2 separate regions of the Triticum aestivum genome follow, and region 2 is linked to region 1. A link is a contact called in public Hi-C data. All regions are on one chromosome and are shown on one strand. The core of a region is the stretch at or near the end of the contact, and the rest is flanking DNA. Distances in the headings are between cores, read along the strand shown. Region 1 has its middle 150 kb from the start of LOC123046525. Region 2 holds the start of LOC123046527 (calcium-transporting ATPase 5, plasma membrane-type).

Region 1 (7,429 bases), core at 3,221-5,720:
TGCGGGTTGAAGTATTACGGAATGAGTAAAGAGACTTGCTAGTAACGAGATTGAACTAGGTATTGAGATACCGACGATCGAATCTCGGGCAAGTAACATACCGATGACAAAGGGAACAACATATGTTGTTATGCGGTTTGACCAATAAAGATTTTCATAGAATATGTAGGAACCAATATGAGCATCCAGGTTCCGCTATTGGTTATTGACCGGAGACGTGTCTCGGTCATGTCTACATAGTTCTCGAACCCGTAGGGTCCGCACGCTTAACGTTCGATGATGATTAATATTACGAGTTTATGTGTTTTGATGTACCGAAGATAGTTCGGAGTTCCGGATGTGATCACGGACATGACGAGGAGTCTTGAAATGGTCGAGACATGAAGATTGATATATTGGATGACTATGTTTGGACATCGGAATGGTTCCGGATGAGTTCGGGCACTACCGGAGTACCAGGGGGTTACCGGACCCCCCCCCCCGGGGAGTGTATGGGCCTTATTGGGACATAGTGGGAGGGAGGAGGCGGCGGCCAGGTGGAGGGAACGTCCCCCCAAGCCCAATTCGAACTGGGTGGGGGGTCGGCCCCCCTTTCCTTCCTCCCTCTCCCCCCTTCCTTATCTCCTAGTCCAACTAGGGAAGGGGGGATCCTGCTCCCGGTGGGAGTAGGACTCCTCCAGGGCGCGCCATAGAGGGCCGGCCCTCCCCCTCCTCCACTCCTTTATATACTGGGGAGGGGGGCACCCCAAAGACACAAGTTGACATTGTTTAGCCGTGTGCGGTGCCCCCCTCCACAGTTACACACCTCGGTCATATCGTCGTAGTGCTTAGGCGAAGCCCTGCGGCGGTAACTTCATCATCACTGTCACCACGCCGTCGTGCTGACGAAACTCTCCCTCGGCCTCAACTGGATCAAGAGTACGAGGGACGTCCCCAAGCTGAACGTGTGCTGAACGCGGAGGTGACGTACGTTCGGTGCTTGAATCGGTTGGACCGTGAAGAAGTTCGACTACATCAACCGCGTTAACTAAATGCTTCCACTTTCGGTCTATGAGGGTACGTGGACACACTCTCCCCTCTCCCTGCTACGCATCACATAGATAGATCTTGTGTGATCATAGGAATTTTTTTGAAATTACCGCGTTCCCCAACATTGAAGTGATCCCACAACAGCTCCATATTCCAACAACCATTTTCATCCAACAGCTCCACTCATCGTAACCTGCATATCCCATGTGTAGTGGTTGGCCGGTAGGACAGGGGCCGCGGCAGCCATGGATCGCGCCATATACACACGCGTTCCCCATTCCCCACCCTCCAAATGAGGCCCTTCTTTCAACTCGAGATCGTGGTGTATAGCATGCCACGTCGGAGATGCGTTACCTAAAAAAATAGTGTCCTCAAGTTCACTGTTAGGATAGTATTTTGCCTTAAGAACATGGGCACACAACGACTCTAGATGCGTCAGTAGTCGCCAGGCTTGTCGGGCTAGAAGGGCTTGGTTAAAAACCCTAAAGTCCCGGAAGCCTAGGCTACCCCTCGCCTGGGGCTCGGTCATCTTATCTCAAGCCACCCAATGTGTTTTCCTTTTTCCTTGTTTTGAGCCCCACCAGAAGTTTCTGACTAGCCTCGTAAGGTCATCACACACTGAGAACGATAGTTTAAAGACCCCCATGATGTATGCTAGTATTGCTTGTGTGATAGCCTTTATCATAGTTTCTTTCCTTGCCTGTGATAACGTGTCCCCCCACACAAGAATTCTGGTGGTAAGACTCTGCTACAATATTTGGAACTTGCCTTTGTGCATTCTTCCATCCGGTGTTGGGAGGCCAAGATACTCGCCCTCAAAATCTGCCCGTTGGACTTGAAGGATTTGTTTTACTTCCTGTTGGATGGTGGTTGGGCAGTTGTCCCCAAACTAGATAGAACATTTTAGAGGATTGATCAGTTGTCCAGTGGCCTTCTCATAATTATTGGTAACCTCCTTTATCGACTGAGCTTGGGCTGCACTTGCTTTGAAAAAGAGAAGTGTGTCATCTCGGAAGAGGAGGTGGGACACCCCTGGTGCACGAGGACACACCTTAACCGACACAATAGCCTGAGCTTGCACACCCTATCCCAGTAACGCAGATAAACCATCAACAACAAACAAGAATAAGAACGGAGAGAGGGGGTCACCTTGCCGTAGCCCTCGGGACGGTGCAAACGAATCCAGGCAGGCTCCATTCAATTTTACAAAGTATCTCACCGAGGTAACACATGTCATAATCCACATTACCCATTAGTGAGCGAAGCCCAACTTTTGTATCGCTTGCTCCAAGAACCCCCAATCAACGCGATCATACGCTTTTGACAGGTTCAGCTTATATGCACAAAAACTATTCTCTGGGGTCTTCTCATGCTGGATATAATGAAGACACTCAATGGCTAGCAGAGCATTATCTGTTATCAATCTACCCGGTCCCGGTACAAAAGCACTTTGGTGTGGAGATATAATTTCATCAAGTATCGGTCTCAATCTGTTAATGAGGCATTTTGCCACTATTTTGTAGATGATATTACATAAGCTTATGGGCCGGAAATCAAATAAGCGTACCAGATCATTAAATTTTGGAATGAGTACTATCACTGCTTCGTTTCTTTTTTTATTATACTTTGTTCTTTTTTTCTTGGTTTTCTTTGCTTTTCTTCTTGTTCCTTTGTCGGGTTTTATCTATTTTCTTTTAAACACATGTCAACTTTTTCTTAGTACACAATGTATATTTTAAGCGCACACATGGAAAAAAAGTTATACGCGTTCAATATTTTTAATTACATATTTTGGAAAACATTCTGAATACATGGAAACATTTTCCAAATACACGTTGTACTTTTTAAATGGCATTTTTTGAAACTACTCGAACATTCTTTTACATTGCATAACATTTAAAAAATCATGAACATTTTTTACAAACACGTAAATTTCTTTAAAATGTCACTTACACTTTTTCAATTGAATATTTATTTACATCGTATAAATATTTTGAAATATGACACGGACAGTTTTTTAAATGCGGAAATATTTATTTAAAATCTCACATGTATTTTTTAGTAGTACAAAATGTATATTTTTACTTCACGCAAATATTTTTTTACATTGGACACCATTTTCTTAAAAATCAAAAGTTGCATACTTTTTTTGGAACGCGAAACATTTTTTCATTATCATGAACATCTTTTGAAAAGTTATCAATTTTTAAAACTATGCGAACAGAAATTATATACTACTCCCTCCGATCTTAATTGACGCCGCTTTAGTAGACCCTTAGTACAAAGTTGTATTAAAGTAGCGTCAATTAATATGGACCGGAGGGAGTGTGTTACTCCCTCCGTCCCAAAAAAAGTGTGTCAACTTTGTACTAGTACAAGTACAAAGTTGTACTAAACTTAAAACACTTATTTTGGGACGGAGCGAGTATTATTCTTCAAATTCATGATTTTAATTTTTGAAGTAAATTTTATTATTCAAATAGATTTATTTTAGATTATTTTCGAAAATTTGAAGAAAACAATAATAATAAGAGAACCAAACGAATGAAAAACAGAGGCCTAACACTCTCACGCGTGGGGTGACGTTCTCATATAGCTCGCTAGAAGCGAGACATAACTTCGCCCGCCTGAGTCTGCTCAAGTTTGACTGTTATATGTATACATGCACATACACAACGGCCAATGTAAGAAACGCAGGACTGACAATTTCGAAGCTCATTGCATCGCTAAGTATGCTCGTTCTTCAGCATTGGTGCCATGTGTGGTTTGGAGTGCCCTTCGATACTTTTGTCATTCCTGTAAACATTGATGATCAATAAAGCTTAGCGACGTTTCTCAAAAAAGAAAAAGAAAACACAGGACGAATCCATGATGCATGGTGCCGTTCTGGGTTCAGTTCCACCTCGCCTTGTTAACAGAAGGAAAGTAGAGCTCAACTATATATATGGCCCAATCTTTTGCAAGACTCTTCCAAAATTCGACCCCTCCCCAGCTTCTTTCAGAATTTTAGATGGGATTGTAAAACAAATGAAGCTTAAAAATTCTAGGATAAGATAGGACCGGGCTGCATGTATTGATAGGCATGCAACTGGGTGATCCTTTTCGGTATAGACTGAATACTGTCCCGGTTTAGTCGATTAACCGAACATTCGGTTTCAATAAAGTCATTTTGGTTAACAGTTCTGCTAACCGAAATTTTTAGAATTATTAAATAGAAAAAATAGAAAAGGCTGCTGTTTGTGCTCTGTTTTATATATACCTGTTGACGACATGGACCATTTTTTTAAGCATCGTCGACTTGGGACTTCATCATACTGGCCCTGACCAATAATCCATTTAGCGTGGATCCGATCTGTTTCGCGGGGTCAATCATGGCTGGCCCAGGGGCGCAATGAGACACGGACCCCAGCGTGGCCCGGTACATCTCTGTCTCTCTCTAGCAGACGACACGGGACCGGGGCGGAAGGGAAGAGGCCAAGAGGGCCGGATATCGCAACGAGACACGAGAGATAGAGAGAGTTCGCTCAAAAAAAACAACGAGAGATAGAGAGAGATCTCTGCCGACTGGACGTGCAACCCAGTCCTTTATATACACTGTAGCTATCAACGTACGCAAATATCATGTCAAAAAAAAACTACGCAAATATGCTAGGCTGTACCCCTAAAAAAATGATATGATCGGTCCACCCAGACAGGGAGAGCTTTTTTTTTTGACGTAAACAGAACAGAGGCGACTAGGCGAGCACACACCTCTCCTCAGTGAGACATGTTTTCTGAGGTACGTACACCTCAGTGGCATATTGCGCTCAAGAAAAGAAAGAAGAACCGAAATGACCGGACGATCAGCCCATGTGAGCGGGTCTGCTCGAACGCTTCCACAGTGCATGTACTATAAAATGACCTGTCACGAACCAACGTTCAAAGTGTGCTGTCTGCTCGATCGGCACGGGACACTGGACCAGCTTGATGAGCTGTGGCACGCAGCCTCCATGTCACCTTTGTATCGATGCTGTGCTCCACTAGAGCTCAGTAGTGTGTGTGTGCGATGGCAGCTCCGCGAGAACGACGGATGTCCGGGACCGCGAGGACGCTCGGGATCGAAGTGGGAGCAGGAGCAACAGATATTTGCCAAGAGGGCTCGTCGGCTCATGGATTAGGACGGGACGGGAAAGCTAATGCGGGAGGAAATGACCTATCAGAAAGCCTATCTTTCTTTCTCTTTCGAAGATAAAGTCAATTGATTTGGTTGGAGCTCTCGCCGACCTGCCTAGAAGTAGTAATATCAAAAGTGCCCCTCGAAAACACCTCCCAAGTTTTAGACAAAACTATAATGCCTCTCGTAGTGGATAATATCTCAGGCCAGCATCATGTGATATCAGACTTCTACCACCCAATATATATTTTAATATGAGTTGTATTGTTTTGCATTGTATATCCATGGGGACATATACCACCCGACTGTTTGAGCAATGTGTCTCGTCGCGCGGTCCCTTCCCGAAAGATAACCGAGCTAACGAAAGATAACCGAGACTTGGAGCCACGGTTCCTGCCGGGAAAGTCAAGCCAAGGGCGTCACGGATAAAGACCACGGTCAATAGAGCAGCAGTCGGCAGCAGGTGAGACAGAGAGAGCGGTTGGGCAGAGGAGAGGAGGGGGTGGTTCAGACGTTGAGTGCAGGTCGGTAGTGCTCGGTACAGTACGTACAGAGAGTGGCAGCGGAGACTGACCCCGCCCATAGAAAGAGAGGAGCGTGCTGCGTGCGTGCCCGCCGACCTGCCCGGGGCTCCACGCCCACGCTACCCCGAGCAGCCTCCTGCCGTCTCGACACGTGTGGCTCTATGTCGACACTAGTCTGCAGGGCACGTCGCCTCTCAGGTTTGAAGCTCATTTGTTTATTGCTGTCCGCCGCAGCGTCGTGATCCGTGATCAGTCCGCTGGTCATTGTGAGGCTCGCTCCCTTCGCCAGTTTGCTCCGGCTCGTCGCAGCTCCTACTGCTTCCTGCCACTCTCGTCCTTGCAGTTGAGCACGTACGGCTCGACACTTTCGTTTTTCTTGAGGTAATAGCATCTCACATACCCTAACTTGCACAAAATATGATGATTTAGTTTTAAACTTGCAAAACTCAATCCCATCATATTCCAACTTACACCTCATGTGATGTTTTAGTCTGAGGCCAATCACAGCTCGACAACTAGCAGCCAGTGGCTGGCCCGGTCAACGCACGCACTTTTGCAAAAAAGAACCTGCCTTTTTCCCTAATCAACCCGCACTCACTCCACCTGAATTAAATATGTCGGAAGGAATCCTCGCGTCCGTTCGAGAGGGAGGGTTCACTTGGTCGTTGTCGGGGCGACAGAGCTCACGGGCTGGCGGGGCGATGGTGACGTCAGCGACGGAGGCGTCGTCGCCACCGTTCGCCGGCGGCGTGGAGACACCGACATCTGCTCATCTCGTCCGGTCGTTCGGTGTCTTCCCTCCCGATTACTGTGAGCTCGTCGCCCCGCCTCTGCTTTCCTTTCCTCCCTCTCCTTTCCTCTGCTTTGCACTCAGCTCGTCGCCCCGCCATTTCCAGCTCGAATCGGGTCCATTTGTGCTCAAATCGGGGTCGTGTAGTGGTGTTTTTTGCGTAGGGTCATGTATGGCGAAGTGGAGCTAGGGTTTCGGCCGATGATTTTAGGTTTGGGTTTGACATGAGAGCTAGGGTTTAAGGCGGACAAACTAGATGTTAATGCCTTTGCAGTTGGCTTTTCGTTCTGCTCTAGCTTGTACTCTACTCAAGCATCTGTTTGTGTTGTCAAATTTAACTCCTTTTTGTTGTTGAAAATGTTTTGTACAAAGTATAAACTGGGCTATTTTGTTACACCATTTAGTTTAGTTTTGGTAATGCTAATGGTATGTGCAGCGAAGTTTCAGTGAATTGAATGGTTTTGCTAATGTTGTATTTCATTTATGATTAGTTTATATTTAGTTCACTGAATATGTTCAGTTATTTGTAGTTCAATGAATATGTTCAGTTACCGTAGTTAACTGAACATTTTCAGTTACTATAGTTATCAGAATTTTGTCAAGTACTGTAGTTAACTGATTTTTTTCAGCTTACTGTAGTTAACCGAAAGGTTCAGTTAACTTGACCTTAAAGCTGTTATTGTAATATATTAAATCTGATGCATCTTGTTAATTGACTTATTTTCTATAAACTGAATATTCAGTTAACTGAATAATGTTGCTTAACGGATTCATCTTTGTTTTGGATGCAGTGTGTGATGCAGCAAATGAAGAAAGGGTGGACAGTCCATTTTTTACACTGGAGAGCATGGTGGAATTTTCTGTGGCCCAATCAGTAAACTGGAGTACTGGAACCCTTCTGTTGATGTGCTAGACTATGTTGACTCTGGCACT
Region 2 (7,429 bases), core at 1,357-3,856, 180 kb after region 1:
CACGACAAGCAATGTTTATAGCGGTTGGTCTAATCCAGGCCCAAGCGTACCATGATATGGTATCTGGACGGCGCATGTGGCATTTGAGACTACCATGACGTTTTGTGTGGCCTGCTTGGCAAGAATCGGCGGGACAATGGTACAATACCGACCGGAAGGGACATGATTGATATATCTCGTTCGGCAATTTCTCACCCGAAACAAATCTACACCAGGAGCCAGCTAGCTAGCAGGTCAATAGCGAGATGGATGGCGATATTCGCAATTGAATCAAGACTATATTCTCGTGGGGTGAAACCCATGATCTAGCCTACACCATGCAACATTGATGTCGACACGTTGTTCCTTGTCGAAGAAGTTGGCTTGAAGTCTTGGTTCGGTGGTGACAACCATTGCTGTGTTCGATCTTGTGGTTGGACCAAACAACATTGGTTTGTGAATGACGATTCTTTATGTAAGACATTGCATTGGAGTATCACACCCTTTGCCAAATCACTTGTCGCCCGGTTGATGGGTTATGGTCCATGGTGGTAGCATTTTGGGATAGGTAATGGAGATGCTGCCATGAAGTCGATGCAATGCGGGTGCCCTTCAAGTTTTTTCATATGGTTTTAAGCTTATTTATTTGGCATCGAGTTGCTTTTTAACTAATATAACTGGACGCTCTGCGCATCCGTGCGTAACATGACATTTATTATGTTTAGTCTCTCACACGCATACAATATATATTACTGTGCTACTTTTAACAAAATCAGTAGATGTACTGTGTTTGGTTACAATTGTGGCGATCCAAATGCACCTAACCTCTTTGGATCCAACAACCATTTATGTTTGGATACAATTGTGATGATATGACGATTACGATCAACTACTCTCTCCGAGTACAACGTTGTAATAAAAACAGCACCAATTCCAATTGTGGTTGCCAGCGGCATCGCTGTGCCAGTTTAGTATTGGAACGAGTTGTTCTAGGTAAAAAAAACACCAAAAGTTGTAACAACAGTTAATATGGATCGGGGGAGTTCTACAATTAAGTCACGGTACACATCTTTTGGAACCACGAGCCGCCGCCTCCTCCACCAAAAAAAGCTAGGGTTCCTGCCTCTCGCCGGCGCCGTTGCTGGTCCGCCGTCTTCGGTGGACCTAGGGCCATGGTGGATCCTGGCTAGGGCCGGCGGGAGGGCTCCGATTTTTGTCGTTCCTTTTTGTTTTGTTAGGGTTTGTGTCCTGCTCAGGAAGATCAGACGGCGGCGGCTCCCTGAAAATGGAATAAAAGTCTCCTCGCCTAGCCCCCGTTTCGGCTGTGCGCCTAACATCGTTGGTGGGCGTGTGAAGGTGTGTCTCCGGCGCTCTCCTTGGTGGATTTGCCCGGATCCCGTCGTTGTTCGTCTACGTTTGTGTGTCTTTGGGTTGGAACATTTCGATCTACGTTATTATTCATCGGCGACATTTGCTGTTTTGGTGCGCTGGCCCTATGGGGTCTTAGCACGACGGCTTCCCGACCGTCAAATTCTTTTGCCCGACTCCTGCGATGGAATGGGCGATGACGGCGACACGCCTTCGCCTCACTTCAGTCCTTGCAGTCTTCTCTATGTGGTCTATGAATTTGGATGTAATTTTTATTATTTCTGGTGTTCGTTGTACTATTATGATTGAAGATGAATATCACTCCATTCCCAAAATATTTGTCTTTCTAAAGATTTCAACAAGTAACTACATACGAAGCAAAATGAGTGAACCTACACTTTAAAATATGTCTATATACATCTGTATGTTGTAGTCTATTTGGAATGTCTAGAAAGATAAATATTTAGGAACAAAGAGATTAGACCGGAAGTTTTCTAAAAAGAAAAGGTCAGGGTGTACTCTGTTTCCTATGTGAAGTTATTGTGACCTTTTTGTTTTTTCCATAGTATCTGGATACTACTAATATACAAGTATATATACACATGTTGAGGAAGATATAGGGCTGTGATCCACCATACTATAAACGAACCAACCTGTGACTGGATGGTTAAAGGGACAGTGGTATTTCCAGTCCATCAGAATTTGGTGTGCGTATATGCGTTCATAGGAGTGAATGTACGCGCGTATGTATGGACGTTTGCGTCTGTAATGATCTTAAAAAAACTCCACTACATATACTATAAAAAGCCAGTAAATCAATGGTACGTGTTGTTGTTTATGGGAACTTCTGACAATCTTTCTGTTTCCTTCAAACCATCTCATTTTTAATATGAAAAGTATATATATATCAGATTTGCTATTTCACATCAAGATGTGAGATATTATCTCACATCTAACGCCCTCATCCTAGGAAGAAAACAAATCCATGAGAGACTTTAAAAAAAAATTAAGGGTGAAAAAGTTAGATGTGAGATATGACATAGACAGACCCTATATAATATCGAGGAAGGAGAGGCCGGTTGCCTTCCTTCTGAAAACGCATCGGGGCCACCGGATAGAATACGCGTCCCAACCCCTCCAGAAAAACCCGTACGTGGCGACGAGCCCCTGTGTTAAAATTCGAGCAGTAGAGGCAGTAGACAGCGGACAGCGAGGCTTTTGCCCCACCCCGCCCATATAAATCGGTGGCACGCCCGCGGCGTGACTCTACTCTGGACGGTAGTGCTGGTTAACGGCAGCGGAGAACTCGGCAGCGACGCCCTCCCTTCACAAAAGCCCTCTCTCCCAATCCACTGCTCGCCGGGAAATATCTCCCTTCTCCGCAAGGAAGCCGCGTGCTGTGCCGCGGCCTGCGGGTGAGGAGGAGCGGATGGAGTCGTCCTCGTCGGGCGGCGGCGCCAGCAAGGCGCGGCGGAGCGGCAGCTGGGGCAGCGTGGGCGGCGGCGGCGGCGGCAGCGGCAGCGACCCATTCGACATCCCCGGCAAGGGCGCACCCGTCGAGCGCCTCAAAAAATGGAGGGTGAGCCGCCGCCGCCGCTCCTCCTTCGCTAGCTATTTTTCCCCTGACATGTTTCGGCTGCTGTGAGCTCGCAGCGCTGAATTTTGGGTGTTTATTCTGAACTGCTCGCTCGTTTCTAATGTGTGGCCTGAGGGTTTTTACTGCTCGTTTCCTCCAGATTTGCTTAGTTTCTCTAGGATTCCATGCCGCGCGTAGGGTTTTGAATTCCAAATATATCGCTAGCTCCTGTTAGTTTAGAGACGAGCTACTTTCCGGTCTCCGAGTTTAGGGTTCAGAATCCCGCGGTTTTGCCTCGGCATTCTTGGCCCGGGCCTGCATCTGTACATGGTTAGGTCGATTCCCCTGCTTTTGATGCTTGTTGGGAGACGAGAGTGGGGTTTTCTCCTTCCGACGCTTCCGTTCCCATGCTATTTTCCCCCTTCCGCATCCGTGCTTGCCTTCACAGTTTTATGTCCAATTATTTTTACCGAGACATCGCCTCCCGCTCCGCTTTTGCTTCCACCGAGCGGATGCGTCAGTCGGCCGCCTTTGTTCTTCGATTCGATTTCGCGTGCGCGGAGCCCACCCACCGAGCCATTTGTTTGGGTTTGATTCAGGGTGGCTTCTCTTTCCTGTTTCGCGAATTGATTCGCGCTTCCACCGGCTTTGCGCTGTGCCCTCAATGCTTTCGAATTGTTCTATTGCCTTTGACGCAGACCGTGAAGTTGCGTTAGATTTGGGCTTCCGTTCCCTTTCTCTGGGATACGCTCTCGCTTTTGCATTTTTCTTCCGAACACTGACGATTTCTTAGAACCCTGTAGATGTAGGTGCGCATTATAATATTCTGGATTGGTGGAGCGGAGTAGCCACGCGTCGAACCGTGGCAGTGCTTTGAGCTGCCGACGTGCTCGTCTTGGGAGTAGTATTGTTCTGACGTCTCGAATTTGATAGTAGTCATACCTATGTTTGACTCACCAGTATGGTCCGAGACTGCTGCAGATGAAGTAGTATTTAATTTTCTGTTCGGAGTGGCTACATTTGCGCCATCCATGTCGGCAAGCAGTCCTTGAGCTTTTGCAAACTTGCCCGGATTCACAATATTCGCAATTCCGTACATACACTGTTCATTCATCTAGTACTACATACTCCCAAATACCACTCGAAAACGACGCAATCTGTTGTTATCATGTGCGATTCCTCCAGATTTGCTTTGCGATTGTCTTTTCATAAAGCTCTATTATGTTCGGGACCGGTGGCCCGCAACTGTCGGATCTCATTCAGAAATTTTATTAGAACAGGAAATATTAGCTGGAACTTGTTGAAATATGTGGGTGTAGGTTGGTTTGATCCCCACCCGGGGCCATTGCAGCCACGTGCAGAAGTGGTTGCTGGCCATTAGGGCTGCCAGCAATTTTAGTTATTTTGATAATAAATCTTTTGCACGGTAGTATTGTGTTTGCATCTAACTAACAACTTCAAGGAGTGGAGATGGGAAATTTGTAGTTGTGTCCGATAATATAGTTGTATCGGGTCTCCTTCAAACTTGGAGTTTCTGACACAATGTCTAGTCTGTAGTTTAATTTTGCAGTATGCTGCACAAAGTTTGTGCTGGTGGCGCAACCTTTTATTTAAGCCATTGCTAGCGCAATGTGGTCTTTTCTGGGTGCTGTCAGTAACTGGAGCTTCTTTCCTTAGGAGGCTGGACACATTGGTTCTTACTGCTGTTGATTGAGTGCTGATCTTTTAGACTGTTCTGAATATAATCCCTTCGATTTTGTCCACTGCAGCAAGCAGCTCTTGTCCTGAATGCATCAAGGCGATTCAGGTACACATTGGACTTGAAAAAAGAGGCGCAAAAGGAGGAAGTCATAAGAAAAATTCGTGCACAAGCTCATGTTATCAGGGTATTGCATCGTCATGTTTTCTCTTTGTTTCATTTAGCCGATTAGTTGATTTATGCTGATTTTTCCTTATTTCCTTCTTTAGGCCGCATTCCGTTTCAAAGAAGCAGCTCGAGTCGGTACGACTACAAAGGACGCACCAGGTAATTTCCTTTCTCACCTACCCACTTACCAGTCCTTCCTGTGCTCTGTACAGTCGTCGTTTGGGTTTGCTCTTTTGAGCATTCTGAGCAGACAATTTATTAATGCTTTGTAGGAACTTGCTAATATGTAATATATCATTCGATAGTGGTCATCTGAATTCGGACTGAATTCAGACTATAATCATGGGATGTACAGATCAGTTTCATGAAATTCTGATAGGATTTCTTTGATGATGATTTTTGCAGAAGCTCATGCCGATGGTGCTCTTGGCTTTGGAATTAAAGAAGACCAGCTTACAGCACTGACCAGAGATCATAACTACTCTGCTCTACAGCAGTATGAAGGGGTGAGCTAATTCTGTTGTCAGTGTGCTTCACACTTTCCTGTCATAGTTTGCGTCTTGTAACCTTCCCTACAGATTTCAGGGCTAGCAAATATGCTGAAGACAGATACTGACAAGGGGATCAGTGGAGAGGAGTCCGATATTGATGCGAGAAAGAATGCATTCGGGTCGAACACATACCCTCGCAAGAAAGGAAGAAGCTTTTTGGTATGAGATTGTTCTCTTATATTAGTATGGCAATTGCTGTCTTCTGTCTGGAGGCTCACTCTTGGTGTGTTCTCACTGTTATTTAGGCCTTCGTGTGGGATGCTTGTAAAGATTTGACACTCATCATCCTCATGGTCGCCGCTGCGGTTTCATTGGCCTTGGGCATATATACAGAGGTGTGTGTTGGATCTTTAGTTCATCTGTTATTTACCTCTGCATGTTGATCCAGCATCATTCCTCTTTGCTCAGCTTGTAACTTATTTTCATTTAGATTTTTCTCTTTGCTCAGCTGGTTACCATTAACTAGATGGTTCATCACCATTCTTGTGTCTGGTTTTATGTGTCTATGACTCCCATTACAACCTTTTCTGGTTTCTAGGGGATAAAAGAAGGGTGGTATGATGGGGCCAGCATTGGTTTTGCTGTACTCCTTGTTATTTTTGTTACAGGTATGCCACCACAACCATCTTTCCTGTTTCTGGTTATTTCTGTGAGCAATTATAATAATATCAACGTTTAGTCTGTCCTTTAACTTGCACTGTCAGCGTCTAAATTCCTTGGACAATATAGATCAGTGCCGAATAAGAAAATAAAAAGTGTAAAGTGTTGCAGTCACAGCATGTATTCCTGAAACTTATCTTAGACATGTTACTTGGCATTTATTATTAACGTATCACAATGTTGTCCAGCTACCAGTGACTACAAGCAATCGTTGCAGTTCCAAAACTTGAATGAGGAGAAACAGAACATTCAATTGGAGGTTAAAATTTTAGACTCATCTTGTTATAAATTGTTTATTCTTCCTGAATAATGTCTCAGATGTTCTCGTTCAGGTTGTGAGAGGTGGAAGGCGAATCAAGGTATCAATTTTTGATTTGGTTGTTGGAGATGTGGTGCCCCTCAAGATTGGTGACCAGGTATGAATGCCATTGATCTTTATTTTGGCTGCAAGCAGTTTAGAAATACAAGGTGCTAATCAAATTTCTGTGTCAGGTACCTGCTGATGGAGTCCTTATTAGTGGTCACTCCTTCTCCATAGATGAATCGAGCATGACTGGCGAAAGCAAAATAGTGAGCTACTTTTATACGCGTTTTTTGCCTTTTGGAACTAGTTTAGGTGAAGTCTTAAGCTGACACTGCAAGCTGGTTGTCAATTGAAGGTAAACAAAGACCAGAAGTCACCGTTTATGATGTCCGGTTGCAAAGTCGCCGACGGCTATGGTACAATGCTGGTGAGTATATCTGTGCCTACCAAATGGAGAAAATGTCTAGCTACTTTCAGCTTCTGAAAATTTCTGTACTTTGTGATGTGAACTTGGAAGTCCAGTAACCTCAATTTATGTTTTTCCTGTGGGACATAATAGATTTAAGTTATTAGTTGGATCTTGCTTGAAACCATTTTACTTTTTGGAAAAAAAGAGAAGGTATCGTGATACTATAACTGTTGTGCATTTCTCACATTTAAAGACTGGCATCTTTTTGTCATACATAGTGGGCTGGCTAGTCTCTTTTTGGCGAACCTGAGTCAGCCTGGGCTCAAGTGTAGTTGTAAGGGCTTGAGCGTAGTTATTTTTGGGGCGTTGTCGTAACATATGTATGTGGTACTAGATATTTTGATTAATATATATGGTCATGACAGAGGGCATTGCAATTGATCATTGATCATGGGGAATCTACTGTATGTTACACAGGTGACCGCTGTTGGTATTAACACTGAATGGGGTCTGCTGATGGCAAGCATATCTGAAGACTCTGGTGAAGAAACACCACTACAGGTTTGATCCTGTACTTGTTATTAGCCTACACATGACACCGTGTGTTGACATGTTTTTTGATCGTGTGAATTGGCATGATCTTATTTGTTCTGGAGTAGGTTCGCTTGAATGGTGTTGCTACCTTCATTGGAATAATTGGACTTTCTGTTGCTGT

The links. Hi-C and Micro-C count contacts between places; a contact is called where the count stands out from the background.
Region 2: a Hi-C map of leaf shows a contact between it and region 1, with 4 times the contacts expected there. The contact joins the promoter of LOC123046527 here to the enhancer-like site in region 1. A contact is called at or near these places in 2 of 5 Hi-C or Micro-C datasets (both in leaf).

What each region holds. Positions count from the first base shown.
Region 1 is chr2B:655,740,056-655,747,484 of IWGSC CS RefSeq v2.1, forward strand. No RefSeq gene overlaps it. Among protein-coding and RNA genes, the nearest start is that of LOC123046525, 150 kb to the left of the region's middle. Within about 2 kb of position 4,471, at least 7 of the 8 cell types and tissues checked have an H3K27ac peak or open chromatin away from gene starts, as enhancers often do. A contact at or near this core is called in leaf, where this site is marked.
Region 2 is chr2B:655,920,110-655,927,538 of IWGSC CS RefSeq v2.1, forward strand. LOC123046527 (calcium-transporting ATPase 5, plasma membrane-type) reads left to right here and starts at 2,607. Exons shown (of 34, transcript XM_044469926.1): 1 at 2,607-2,926; 2 at 4,693-4,809; 3 at 4,892-4,949; 4 at 5,196-5,296; 5 at 5,369-5,500; 6 at 5,587-5,676; 7 at 5,880-5,949; 8 at 6,190-6,260; 9 at 6,334-6,417; 10 at 6,494-6,571; 11 at 6,661-6,732; 12 at 7,192-7,275; 13 at 7,374-7,429. The coding sequence starts at 2,777.